Regions from separate parts of the Mus musculus genome. Here region 1 is linked to region 2. Evidence: chromatin contacts called from public Hi-C data. All regions are on one chromosome and are shown on one strand. Each heading gives the region's core, a stretch centred on a gene start, on an enhancer-like site or on the middle of the called end of the contact. The rest is flanking DNA. Distances are from core to core; before and after follow the strand shown. Region 1 overlaps Apba2 (amyloid beta (A4) precursor protein-binding, family A, member 2). Region 2 holds the start of Apba2 (amyloid beta (A4) precursor protein-binding, family A, member 2).

What was found. A called contact is a pair of places that touch in the nucleus more often than the background predicts.
Region 1: a contact with region 2 is called in a Hi-C map of cerebral cortex, with 2.0 times the contacts expected there. The contact joins the enhancer-like site here to the promoter of Apba2 in region 2. A contact is called at or near these places in 2 of 39 promoter capture datasets (frontonasal cranial neural crest and liver), 1 of 484 Hi-C or Micro-C datasets (cerebral cortex), 3 of 115 datasets of contacts at active chromatin or transcription factors (craniofacial prominence, embryonic stem cells and neural progenitor cells) and 1 of 9 other capture datasets (liver).

Annotation. Positions count from the first base shown.
Region 1 is chr7:64,541,057-64,548,167 of GRCm38.p6, forward strand. All of the region lies in intron 1 of Apba2 (amyloid beta (A4) precursor protein-binding, family A, member 2), which reads left to right. Among named protein-coding and RNA genes, the nearest start is that of Apba2, 42 kb to the left of the region's middle. Within about 2 kb of position 5,340, at least 5 of the 459 cell types and tissues checked have an H3K27ac peak or open chromatin away from gene starts, as enhancers often do. A contact at or near this core is called in cerebral cortex, where this site is marked.
Region 2 is chr7:64,499,276-64,505,756 of GRCm38.p6, forward strand. It overlaps Apba2 (amyloid beta (A4) precursor protein-binding, family A, member 2), which reads left to right and starts at 2,863. Exons shown (of 15, transcript NM_001291166.1): 1 at 2,863-2,978.

The DNA.
Region 1 (7,111 bases), core at 4,090-6,589, 44 kb after region 2:
AAAAGATCAGAGACGTGGCATTCTCACAGTTCATTCATTCCCTTGTTACTCAGCAAATGCTTATTGAATACCTACTGTGTGCCAGGCCCCTGATGGGTAAGCCATAGCCAGATTGTATTCTGGTATGCTAGGTATGTACCCCAGTGTAGTCTGGGACAGGGGCTATATGGCTTTGCTATTTACTTAGTTAGGTTTCTAATACTGTGATCAAGACCATGCTCAAAAGTAACTTGGGGAGAAAACGGTTTATTTGGGTCATGTATCCAGAGTCATAATCCACTGAGGGAAGCCAAGGCAGAAATTCAAGGCTGGAACTGAACGGAGGCCATGGAGGAACACTGATACTTGTTTTATGCAACCCAGGACCACCTGTCCAGGGGTGGCACCACCCACAGTAGTCTGTCCCCTCCCACATTAATCATCAATTAATAACCCACACACTTGCCTACAGGCCAGTCTGACAGAGGCAGTTCCTTAATTTTTGAGAGTTCTTCTTTCTAGGTGACTCTAACTTGTGTTAAGTTGATTAAGATAAACATAATGACCAGCAGCCATGCATACAGTGGAATGTTCTGCATTGGCATTTGTCTATGGGAGGTCTCAAACCTTCTGTCCTACAAATGGCTAATTGAGGTATCCATTAATAGCCAACTCTGGCCTCCAGGTTCCCCCTGAATCCCTCGGCCCCTACCTGTTATGAGGTTTGGCTGACGTGCCCTACATTATACCCTAAACTTCTCCAGGCCAGGGCTGGGCTTGCCTCTTCACAGCTCCTCTGGCCCCTGAAGAACTCAGCCATTTTGGCTATGCCAGTCTCTTGGCCCAGACATGTCCCATTTCCCCTCCCTCCTTTCTCCACATGGCTCAGCTCAGGGTCATGTCCACTCTGGACTTTCCAAGCTGCCCCTGCCCCTGGCTATGCTCCCCTTTTTATCTGCAATAAAGTTTCTCCTCCACCATACTTAGGAATAGTCACGTCTCCCCACCTCTTTCTTTCATTCAGTCTGTATTGGATATGGACACAGACTAAAGCAAGAACTTCTTGACCAGAAGCAGTTGACTTGCATCAAGTGGCTCAGTGGCTGAGGTTAAAGTATTCTGCTATCCCAACCTTCCTGCCGTGGCTACCTCAGCTTCTTGTCACTCTGCAGTTTCCATGGCTTCCTGCTGGCTTTGTCTTCACCATAGCCAGAGGAGTGGCATGGCAGGTGAGGTTCTAGTCTAGTTCACTCCTCACTGGGGACCACAAAACTACCATTCTGCATGTGTTCCACCCCTAAGAGCATTTAGGTTTCAGTTCCTTGGCCTGTCCATTCCTTCCTCCTGAATGCTGTGGACCATCCTCTGATTTCAGCCAAGGAGGAAGTCCCTGGGGGCTTTTCTCGAAGGAGCTATGCCCTCTACCTCCTGGTTTGTCACCACCAAGAGGTAGCATGGGATAACTACTCAGTCACTTGTTAGTAAATTATTCTGCAGTTGAGTTCAACAGGTATTAATAGGGGCAAGACTATTCTTGGTTGTCAACTTTACTACATCTGGAATTAACTAAAATCAAGCAGCTGGTTTCACCTGTGAGGGATTTTTGTTTCTTATATAAATCATCTGAAGTAGAAAGACTCACTTTCAATCTGTATATTTTGAGCTGGAAGATCCATCTTTAACCTGGGCCACACCTTCTGTTGGCAGCCTATATAAAGGACACAGAAGAAGGAAGCTTGCTCTCTTTATCTGCTCTTGTGGGCAAGTCCATTCCTTCACTGGTATTAGAGTCTACTTCTGCAGTAATTCCAGTGTATTACTGAAGACCAGCTGAGACATCCAGTCTCATGAACTGAACAACTACTGGATTCTTGGACCTTCCATTGATAGATAGCCATTGTTGGGCTGCCTGGACCACAACCTGGAGGCCATTTGAATAAATCTCCTTTACCTGTCTGTCTGTCCATCTGTCCATCCATCTGTCTGTCCACCTATCCTCTTATCTATCTATCTATCTATCTATCTATCTATCTATCTATCTATCTATCTTTCTATCTATCTATAGCTCACGTTAAGTTGTATTTAACATTTGCAAATCAAGCAAGGTTAAGGTCATTTGTAGAGCCTTACTGTCTTTGCCTGTTCTGGGCATGCCTGGTCATCATTTTAAGTGAATGTGTCTTTATGATTTCTGTTGTTATTTCAGAACTTGAGAATAATTTCACCAGTTGCAGCATAAGACCACTTAAAGCTTAGTCTTTGTGTTTGGAGTTGAAACCTCTTTGGCATATTCTGCTCTGTGTCTAATGCTTGTTCTGGTCTAACATCTTGGTAAACAAGAGGCTCTATTCTCTTCTGGGCTTCAGGGACAGGGAATGGGTTCTATGTCACCCTCTAGGGGACACACACACACACACACACACACATACACACACACACAGATACCTTCCCCCCTCCCTCTATGAGGAAAGTCTTGAGAGGGTTCTTTAGAGAAATGGCAACTTTGGGAAAGATTTGGGGTTCCTATTATGTCTGGTCTGTGAATTACTTATTTACTTATGGTTACACTAAGATCAGAAGGATTGGAAATCCTCTAGGAGTTGCGGTTAGCAGTGTCTGGCATGCCATGGTTAGATGGGAGACAGAGGAGAGGCGGGGTCAGACTCTTGCTCCCTTCCAGTGCTCTCACGTCATGCTTTGTCATTTCGGACCTCAGCAGAGCAGCTCAGTCTCAAGCACGGGTTAGATTTGGCTGCAACCATATTAGGTCCCGTGAAAGGAAAACAGGTTTTGAAAGATCTGTATGTAGGAAAACACTTTGTACCTGAACACCAGCTCTGAGGCCTTGAAGCAGTTGCTTCAGTATGGGTAGAGCCTTTGGACCATCTGGGCCTTGGTTTCCCATGGTGTGTCTTCTTCTTCTTCTTCTTCTTCTTCTTCTTCTTCTTCTTCTTCTTCTTCTTCTTCTTCTTCTTCTTCTTCTTCTTCTTCTTCTCCCTCTCCCTCTCCCTCTCCCTCTCCCTCTCCCTCTCCCTCTCCCTCTCCTTCTTCTTCTTCTTCTTCTTCTTCTTCTTCTTCTTCTTCTTCTTCTTCTTCTTCTGGTCTCCCAGTCTCTCATTTGCTTCTGCCTTGCTAAGCTCTTGATGAGTGAGCTTGGAGTGGAGCCATGACACATGTACCATGTCCCTTTCTCTCTAAGTGGTATCCTAGTGCCTAGGAGGGCCTCAATGGTTGGGACTTGGCCACTGAGAAATTCATATCCTGAGGCTTGTTAGGTGCAGATGATCACTGGCATATGTTACAAGCTACCAATGTGCCTGTTCTCTATAATGCATATATACTATCTATAGACAGATACTCCATACCACAGACAGATACCCCACACTACAGATAATTCAAATCACAAGCACTCCATGCTGCAGACAGACCCTATATTATAGACATTTACCCTATACTACAGACAAATACCACAGACAAATACATTATACCTTAGACAAACCTTGTAGCATAGATATCCCATACCACAGATAAATATCACATACCACAGACAAGCACTCCATACCACAGATAAATATCCCATACCACAGATAAGATATTCTATACTAGCCGGGTATGGTGGCTCACACCTTTAATCCCAGCACTTGGGAGGCAGAGGCAGGCGAATTTCTGAGTTCGAGGCCAGCCTGGTCTACAGAGTGAGTTTCAGGACAGCCAGGGCTACACAGAGAAACTCTGTCTCAAAAAACCAAAAAAAAAAAGATATTCTATACTATGAACAAATACCCCGTACCACATACACACATCACACTTACACACACACACACACACACACACTTATTCTGTATCCCTAATAACACATCACACCCACATACTTGCATGCGCACATGTGCATGCATGGCACCTCACACCACACACCTTACCATTCTGTCATACACACAGACACACTCATATGTATCATGCCCACTCCACACTTAACAGACTATATTCCTTAATATGTATCAATATCACACCATATGTAGACACTGTAGCACATCCCGCACACATTCATGCACAGGCTCCAAGTGGATCCCGGGATGGAACTCAATCAAGGATGACTTTGCCAGCTGACTTTACGTGTTGTCCCCAAGTACTTTTGAGTGAAAAGAAGAATACCCCAAACCAGGGAGCACAAGCTGCCAAATGCAGATAGCAAGCTATCCTGCTGGCTCTGGACTGGGAAATCCTGCAGTTGGGAGAAGTTTGGGGTCCAGACAAAGGCTGGCATGGTCCCTGAGGCCTTCTGTGATGACCTCTCCCCTCCCTTCCCCTCCTCTCTTCCTCCCAATGAATATGGAGGAAGAAAGTGAAATTTCAAGGATTCTCATGAATCTTCTTCAGACTGAAGGGAAAGACCATGGCAGTGGGGAGCGTTAGAAACCCAGGGTCTGTTTGCACTGCCTTCTGGGAAAACTTAGCTCCATCTTCCAGCTTAGTGGATAGCTCACTAATTATGCCCATTCTTACACTTAGTCCCCTGAGTACCATATCACATAGGGTATTTTTAAAAATTAAGCTTTCTTTTCACCAGTTTTAGATTTGTAAAACAAAAAGCAAAAAAGCAAAACCCTAAGCATCAAGTTTCCAGTCCGCTGGCCATCTCCTCAGTGTATCCCTGGCTCTGCCTGCTCTTAGCATCTGACCTGGGCCACACTGGCCACACATGAGGCTGCATAGAACATGTCGCTATCTGCTTCTGTCCGTGGTGTATGTGGTGGCTCCCTTTGTGTGGCATTTGACAGAGTTGCGTGATTCGTCTAACTCATCTCTTTCATGCAAACACCTTTGTTTCATTAACTCACTCTTGTTTGAGGAACATCCCTTGTCACATCCTTTTTCATCTTTGCTTCCCGTGGCATGGGGAAAGGACCAGAAGTCCAGCTGTGGGGCTGGTGGGCTGGTGCAGAGAATGATGCTCACTGTATCCATTTGCCTCTCTGGTCTTAGCGCCTTCCCTGTGTTCCTCTGGGGAGCCTAGCACAGCTGGTCGCTGTTTAGGCTCCCTTGTGATGCACCAGAGCTTCCCCAGTTCCCTCCCTCAGCAAAGCAGACCCCCACAGTGATGGCGACAGCGGAGTGGTTTGTAGTACCTTCAGGAGGGTGCAGATGACCCTAAGAGCCTCATGAGCATAGGCCATCTCCATGACTCATCCCACAGCATTGCAAGAGGTGCGAGGTGCCTGTGTCCATTCCCTGGGTGAGGGAATTGAAACAGAGAGCTTAAGAGAAGAGGCATCCCTAGGATCACAGAGCCCAGGAAGTGGCAGAGCTGGGACTTACACGTAGGCTCCAGAGCTGCTTCTCTGCTCAAGAGTGACCAGTGGCCCACTGCAATGGTAGCTGGCATATGAGGCATGGCCCATACATTGTGGGAGAGAAGACAGGAGCAATGCTGATGTAATATGCCCCTCCCCCTTGTGTTTATATGTTCAGGACATTGAGGATCCTAAATGGGAGACATAGGGACTAGGCCTCCTGGCTGGGAGGTGCCCCTTTGCCCACTCCTTATCCTTCTTGGATCCTTGGTTTCTTTTGTTTGAGAACATTCTGGTGGGATGGAGTGTTTTCTGTCTTTTTTTTTTTGAGTTATGAATGGGTGAGTGGGTGAATGAGTGGGCATGGGTGCCTGGAGGCTGGAGAGGACCAGGCATTAGAAAGGGAAGCGGGGCAGTAGCCGTTGCCAGCTCTGCTGCCCCATGATGGAGCACGAACGGGTGACAATGCTATATTCCTCTCGTGGCTGCTGTCACTGCCCAGAGGGAAGCACGGTCTCCCATATCCCAGGAGTCCCATGTCATTTTCATGTCCCCGTTCCTGCCAGCTCACTGTGAGGATGAATAGACACGGGGTGGGAGGGGATTTTAGAGATTTTTCAGCCCCTCTCTTTGTTGAAACAGGAAATAGCCTGGGTGTGGGTGGCTCTGAGGAACAGGCTGTCTTCCTCACCCTTCAGGGAAGCTTGGCCTGTAGCATTTGGCTACGGTGATTCAGAGAGCAGAACCCTCGCCAGCGCTCAGGACCAGCTCCTGTGCAGGAACAGATCCTGGGGGCCTGTAAGGAGGTCGAGGAAGCTTTGGCTGCACCACCAAGATGTAGCTTATGGCTGCACTTCCAAGTCACACTCAAGGTTTCTGACTTATCTTGTCCCAGTGCTGGGACATAGGAGGGTTTGAGCATTCATAAGTAAGTACATCTCGGGGGTGTGTGTATTGAGTTGTGAGTGAAGCCTCCCAGATTCTGAAGTTGGGTCACTCAAGAAAACATTGATTTTTCTGAACTCTCAGTTCAGGGGCCAAGCCTGTCACTGAGTCCACAGTCCCTGGGTCAGCATCAAGTCCAGTTGTAAGTGTTGGGATGCATACCAAGGGACACAGCAGATGAAGACAGAGGACTTCTGCCCCGGTGCGTGAGGACAGTGGCAGATACTGACCTTGCTGTCAGACGTGCGCAGGGATAGGTGGGCGGGGCACAAGCGGCATCCACAGCACCCCCCCCCCCCCAGGAGGCCAGCCATGCTGGTACTCACCAGAAGCTGACCTGGTGGGGCTGAGGAATGACAGTGATCCCATGGGACTGGGACAAGATAAAGGCCAGGGGGTATGGAGAAAGACAGGTCTTTCCAAACAGTCTGAGGACTTGCTCTGGAAGGCAGTTGGGGTGCATCAGAGGAGGACGAGACCTCACGTCTGGTTGCTGTTTTACTAACAGTTTAAGGAGTTATAATTCACATATCTCCCTGAGGTTCGTCCCTTAAGGTATCTGATCCAGTGTTTTTAAATGTCTTCATGACTTTCACCATTGACCTCTACTGAATGAAAAAGAAAGAAATAAAAAGGAAAGGAAAGGATATGACTATTCCTAGGTGTATGGTGGAGGAGAAAGTTTATTATAGATATGTGGGAGAGCATAGCCAGAGGCAGACACATCTGGGAGAGTCCAGCATGGACATGAATGGACTGACTTGGGTCATGTGAGGAGATGGGTGAGGAGAAGGGAGAGAGAGGAACCAGGTAGCAGCAGGGAGACCAAAAGGTACAAAGAGGATGGACAAATAAAATGGCTGCATTATATAGGGAAGGGGAGGTGGGAGAAGGGC
Region 2 (6,481 bases), core at 1,613-4,112:
ATTATTAGAGGTGTGTCCTTCGAAGTGGGCTGCAAGTCCCCTGGTGATCAGCTTCTTCTGCAGTGTACTCCTGCCTCGGTGTCCTGTTTCAGCAGAGGTCAGGACCAAGGTCAACTGACCAGTGGACTGGAACCTCAGAGACTGAGCCTAAATAAACATCCCTTCTAAGAAGCTCTTTTTACAGATATTTGTTAAAAAAAGCTGAGGAATGCAAAATAATGGGCATGTGTGGTTTTAATAAGAGTGGTTGGATTTTCTTCCATAGATGTTGTGCACTTTATACTCCTGTGGCTTGTGAGGAGGTCTGCCAGCTTTCCCTTGACTTCTGGAACATACTGTGCTATTGACTCTGGAGTCTCTGACAGGTAAAAGCAATGACAGCTTAGTGTGGTTTCGGTTTTCTTTTTCTTTTTCTTTTTCTTTTGTGATGCTGGGGTGGATGCCAGGGTCTCATGTACTCTACAACGGTGTCCCATTGTGGAGCCACACTCCCAGCCCCTCGTATGTTTAATAGTTGTTTGTAAGCTGGTAGGATGGCTCAGCAATTAGAGGTGTCTGCAGCCAAGCCTGATGACCTGAATTTAATCCCCAGGATCACATGGTGGAAGGAGAGAACCAACTCCTGAAAGTTGTAATGACCTACACACACACACACACACACACACACACACACACACACTCATACACACACACACTCACATACATACACACTCAATACATACACACACTCACACACACACACTCATACACACACACTCATACACACACACTCATACACACACACACACACACACACTCATACACACACACACTCATACACACACTCACACACACTCATACACACACTCACACACACACTCATACACACACACTCATACACACACACTCATACACACACACACACTCATACACACACACACACTCATACACACACACACTCATACACACACACACACACTCACATACATACACACACTCACACACACTCATATACACACACACACTCATACACACACACTCACATACATACACACACTCACACACACACTCATACACACACACACACACTCACATACACACACACTCATACACACACACACACACTCACATACATACACACACTCACACACACACACACACACACACACACACACACACACACACACACACACTCATACACACACACCCTGAAAGGGTAATAGAAGTGCTAAGAGATTAAAAGTCGTTTGTATTTCCTTTCTTGTGAGTTGCCCATTTTATTTTTTAACTTGGGCAAGGTCCAGGTAGGGAGGTGGAGTGCTTGCTAGTGTGCACAATGTCCTGTGCCCTGCAGAGCAGACAGACACATCTGGATCTCACACTTAGCAGTCAGTGCAATGGAACAGTTTTGCATTTAGAGCTGAGCTGAACTTTTTGTCAGGGGGGTCAATAGAATATTTAAGGTGATGGACAACAAGCAAGAAGGAATGGTCAGCTCTAGGAGGAGGAAGAATGGCTCTAGGGTGGACCTATTTGGTCCCTGAGCTGCCAGAGCTGCTCTGCTATTGACTGGTGAGGTAGGGGTGGGGGGTGGGGTAATGGAGGGTGAAAGAGAGGGAGGCAGACAGGTCCCAGGCCTAGGAGGTCCTTACTAGGTCTGCCCCTGTATTCAGTTTTTCTCCAGGCCCTTCTCGGGGTCACCTCTGTCACTGTGGGCATCAGGAAGTTCTTTTCTCACCCCACTCACCCTCCTCTTCCTTTGGTGACATTCCTCTGATCTTCTGCCACCTGGCCTTCATCTCAGGCTAGGACTGAAGGAAGAGAGAGAGGAAGAGGGAGAACCAGGCCAATTGGAAGCATTTGGGGGCTGAAGTGGAGCCCCCCATTCCCTAAAACAGAGCACCCTGTGTGCCTTAAACCTGCAAGTTGCCACAAATGCATAGGGCTGAGTGAAAGGTCAAAGGTGACAATAAAGCCCAACGTTCAAGAATTTCAAGAGGTTTGTTTCTTACTGAGGGTAGCCAACTGGTTCTCATTGGGGGTATTAGAGGTTGGGGCCCTCTCCCTTCTGGACATCCCAGGCAACACAGGTATCAGAGACTCGGTGGTTATCAGGGACCGGGTGAGAAGACCTTGTGTGTGGTTATCAGGGACCGGGTGAGAAGACCTTGTGGCCAGAAGGCTTCTGGTGATTGACTGTGGGGAAGCAGGACAAGGCTTGCCCCTCAGGAAAGGCTTTCTGGGGCCACAATACCCTAGAGAGTCAAGGGATTCGGGCCGGCCGGGGCTCCGCATAGAGCGGAGCTGGCAGAGCAGGGCGCGGTCGCCGCAGCCCCTCAGCGCCGCACGCTCTCCGGAGCCCGCCAGGGGGCAGCGCGGCGTCAGGGGCAGGGTGCGGGCACCGGCAGCATCTCCTTCACCTGTTCTGCCTGCCCAGGACCAGACTGTTAAGGCTCCCCAACTGGCCGGTCCCAGCTCACTCCCAGGAACCTGTGTGCTCCTCAAGGGGCCACCGCGACTCGCGGAGCCTATCTCAGCCCGTATCCCAAGGACCCAGGTCCCAGGTGGGCTCGTCCGCTGTCCCCGCCGCTGTCCCCGCGCCGCACCCGGAGGCGCCGCGCTGGGCGCCGAAGCATCTTTGTCTGCGCTTTGCGCGGCCGCGCGGTCTTGAATCCCTTGATTCCCTAAGGTCTCTTTAGAAAGCGTTTCCACCCCGCGTGGCCGGGCGCAGGAGGAGCGGGGGCGGTCGGTGTGGCGGCGGATAGGGCGGTGCGGGTGCGGGTGCTCCCGGGCCGCGCCGCGTGCGCCCGGTAGAGGCGGCCCTGCGTGTCGTGCGCGGCGTCCGGGGCGCGCCCGCCGCTATCCAGCTTCCCGGGCTCATTAGCAGTCTCGGTGTGCGGCTCGGCGCGGGCTCACAAAGAGCTGCTGCGGCGCCCCGCTCTCGGCCTCGCCGACCCAGTCGGGGGCGGCGGCGCATCGCGCAACCCGCGCGGGCGCAGGTAAGTGGGGCCCGGGGCGCCAGAGTCTCCGCGGCAGCAGCCTGGGTTGCCCGGTTCCGCGTGGGGGGAGCCGGGGCGCAGTGGGGGGCGCGGATGCTGTGGTCCCAGCGCTCCCTTTCGGACCTTGTGGGGCTCTGGAGAGGCAGAGGGGCATCGTCGACAGAGCGGGCCACCGCTGGGACCGGGGGGTGCTACGGACCAGCGCCCCTCTCTCTCCGGACCCACCGGACCCTCCGAGCCACTGACCAGCGGCCGGGCGCGGCAGGGATCAGCTGGCCGCTAGGTTATCAGGGGCTTGCGAAGCGGCGGCGCGGGGCTACCTGGTGTGGCCAGAGGAGATGGTCACTCGTCTGGGTCCCCCTATTATTGCGTTGGGGGGGGGGTTGTCTAGAGGGGAGCTGCTTGGCACTGATTCCAAGTCCCGATGCTGGGCGGCAACTCGGGAGTTTGGGGTCGCTGCTGGGTTCGCTGCTTCCAGGCAACCGGTCTTTGATCTGTACCCCTCCCTCCCCTTTCCCTTTATAATGAGGCCCGGGGGAGAAACTCAGTTAAAAATTCCACACCCCGTATTCTCTGGGGGGATGCGGCGGGGACATGCCCCTTATCCTGGCTGCTTCCTCTTGGCAGGCAGAGCCCGGCAAGGGGACTTGGGTATGGAGGATGAAGGGGAACATTGATCCCAGCTTTTTTCAAGCCTTGTTTTCACAGGGAGCAGTATGGGCAGCAGGCCTCTATATGCCAAAGCTGTGGGTGAACTTCCCCTGAGTGCGGTAGGGATAGGAGCAGGTACCAGTGGGGCTCTGCAAGGGCTTGCCCTGGCTGTAGGCGCCTTAAATAAAGCCTACTAGTCTTAACTTAGAATTCAGTTATGGAAGACTTTTAATTCTTTAATATCTGTTTATTTGTATGTGACTTGACAGAGGCCAAACTTAAATTCGAATTTAAATAAAGCCAGCTCACTCAGGCCTTGTGCACGGTGAAGTTCTTAAACCTTGCTTGTTTTTCTTGGCCTTTCTTCATGTCTGAACTGATTTGTCCCGGTCCCCTTAGACCCCAAGACCCCTTCTTCCTTTATGGATATAGATTTGAGGAAGGATAGTGGTTTCGAAAACAAAGACCCGTAAGCTTTAAGGGTCCAAGTGAACAACTTTTTCTGAAGTACTGATCTGCAGGTGCCAAGAACCAATGGGCAGGCTCCCTTTGGGGCCCGGTCCCTCCAAAGAGGCAAGGATGGGGCTTTCCTGGACAGCAGCAATCTGAGGCAGGGGACTCAGGGCAGAGTGGCTGGGTGACTTTGTCCTGCACTCAGATTGCTGGGTGGTCATGGTGTGCTGCAGAGGGTCTCCTGAACTTTGGAGCTCTGGAACAGAGGGGTGAGTGACACAGACGAAGAACCTGCAGGGACTCCAAGCCACATGGAAGGGATTAGTGGGTCGTGGAACTGGCTATGAGCTGGAGGTACCAACACCTCTCCTTCCATGGCACCACCAAGTCCTTGTCCGCTTGTCCTTGGGACAGTCTCTGAGCTGGGTATAGCCATGTCCCCCCACCCCCAGCTTTTCTCATCTCTCGGGTGTCAGGCAGCAGTAGACTTACCCCACTGCTGCTTTTCCATGTCTGGGGTGCTGGGCCGCACTGAATCAGATGGTCTGTGAGTGGGTGTGAGCCTGAGTCTTTGTGCTGGAAGGGGCCGACATTGAGGACCATTCACTTCTGCTTGCCTTCTTCTTTCCCCTGTGAGGCAACCCCAGACCCAAGTGGTAGCTTGTTAACTAGTTGGCATAACACCCTTCTGTTTCTCTTCCTTCCTTCCTTCCTTCCTTCCTTCCTTCCTTCCTTCCTTCCTTCCTTCCTTTCTCTTTCTTTCTTTCTTTCTCTTCCTTTCTTTCTCTTCTTCTTCTTCTTCTTCTTCTTCTTCTTCTTCTTCTTCTTCTTCTTCTTCTTCTTCTTCCTCTTCCTCCTCCTCCTCCTCCTCTTCCCTCTCCCCCTCCTCCTCCTCCTCCTCCTTTTTTGAATAAAATATTAGTTTCACAGTAATAATTGGTAGGGATGGTCTGTGAAATGGAGGTGCATAAATGTCCAATTTGCCAACTGAGCTAAGAAATGCCAGATAAAAATAAAAGATAATTGTAAAAGACACCAATCACACCCCTGGAGGCTGAGAGGGAGTGTTGAAACACCTTGACTTTTCCTAGACAAAACTGAGGAACTCAGAGGAAAAAAGCATTTGATAGTAAGGCTAGCATCTACCAGGCTTTGTTTAGGTTGGGCACTGGTCACTGCGCCCTGTTGGAAAGGCAGAATGGGGGTAGGATCTACCTGACCACAGAGGAATCCTCAAGTCTTCAATTTACTGCTGCATCTTGTCTGTCCCCTGCTCTCATGAAGTTCAACAGGTGAGGGTCTCCACCGATACCACGTTCTTGACGATCCTAGGGACAGATGAGTGTGGAGGTTCTGAACAGCCTCACTGGCCTGGAGGGCCTTCCAAACCAAATGGCAGATACTTGCATATCCTGCCTGACAGCCTCCGTCCTTAGTATGGTGGCAGCCTGGGCCGTGTGCCCTCTTTTCCTGCTCCCGCCTCCTCTTCTTGCTGGTGATGAGGATTAGAGGCATGTAAGCCACTGGTGAGGAGTGGTGTGGCGGCTGGTTGGCAGGCAGGCATTTCTGACATAGGTTATACTTGGGATGCTGGCCCGGGGGCAGGGGCTAGAAGGGTGCTTACTCATTCCCTTGGAGGAAGATTAGGTGACAGCTAATCTGGGGGGGGGGCGGGGGGCTTCTCTCCTCCAGCTCCTCCTCTCTGATGCCCCACCCACCAGCTGGGCCAGGGCCAGCAGGAGTCTCCAGGCAGCCTGCTGGCTGAATCAGCAGCATTCATGGCTCCTCGCCTCTCCTGCAGCTGGTCCTCACTCTGTCCCTGTCCGGACATTCAAGGGAACACTAGGAGGACAGCACCCTCAAGGTCATGCTGTCAGGCTCTGTGAAACTTCACCCACTGGTGGATACAGATGGGTAGCCCTATCTAAGTAGGTTAGGCTTGACTGTGGATTTGTGACAGTTTTTTTTTTTTTTTTTTTTTTTTTTTTTTTTTTTTTTTTTTTGGTGGTTGTTGTTGGTTTTTGTATTTGTTTGTTTATGTGGCAGGGAACACACACATGCCACAGAGTAAAAGGCCAGAGGACAGCTTGTGGGAGTTACTGCTCTGCTTCGATCATAGGGGTTCTGGGGGTTGAATTCAGTTCATCAGGTTTGGCTGCAATGCCTTTACTCACAGAGAAAGCTGGTTCTGGGTTATACTTTTCGTGCTTGCCCTGAGGTTTCCTGGAGTTGAACTCTTGAGACTGGTCCACCTCAGTCAATTGGAGCAATGTTAGGCTCCTAAGTGGTCAGTGATTCCCCACTGTCCACTCCACCCACACCTACATCCTCTCGCAGCCTGATTTCTGTAGCTTTATTTCCCTAAGCACCATCCCTTGAAGCTGCCCAGCTCCTGGCAG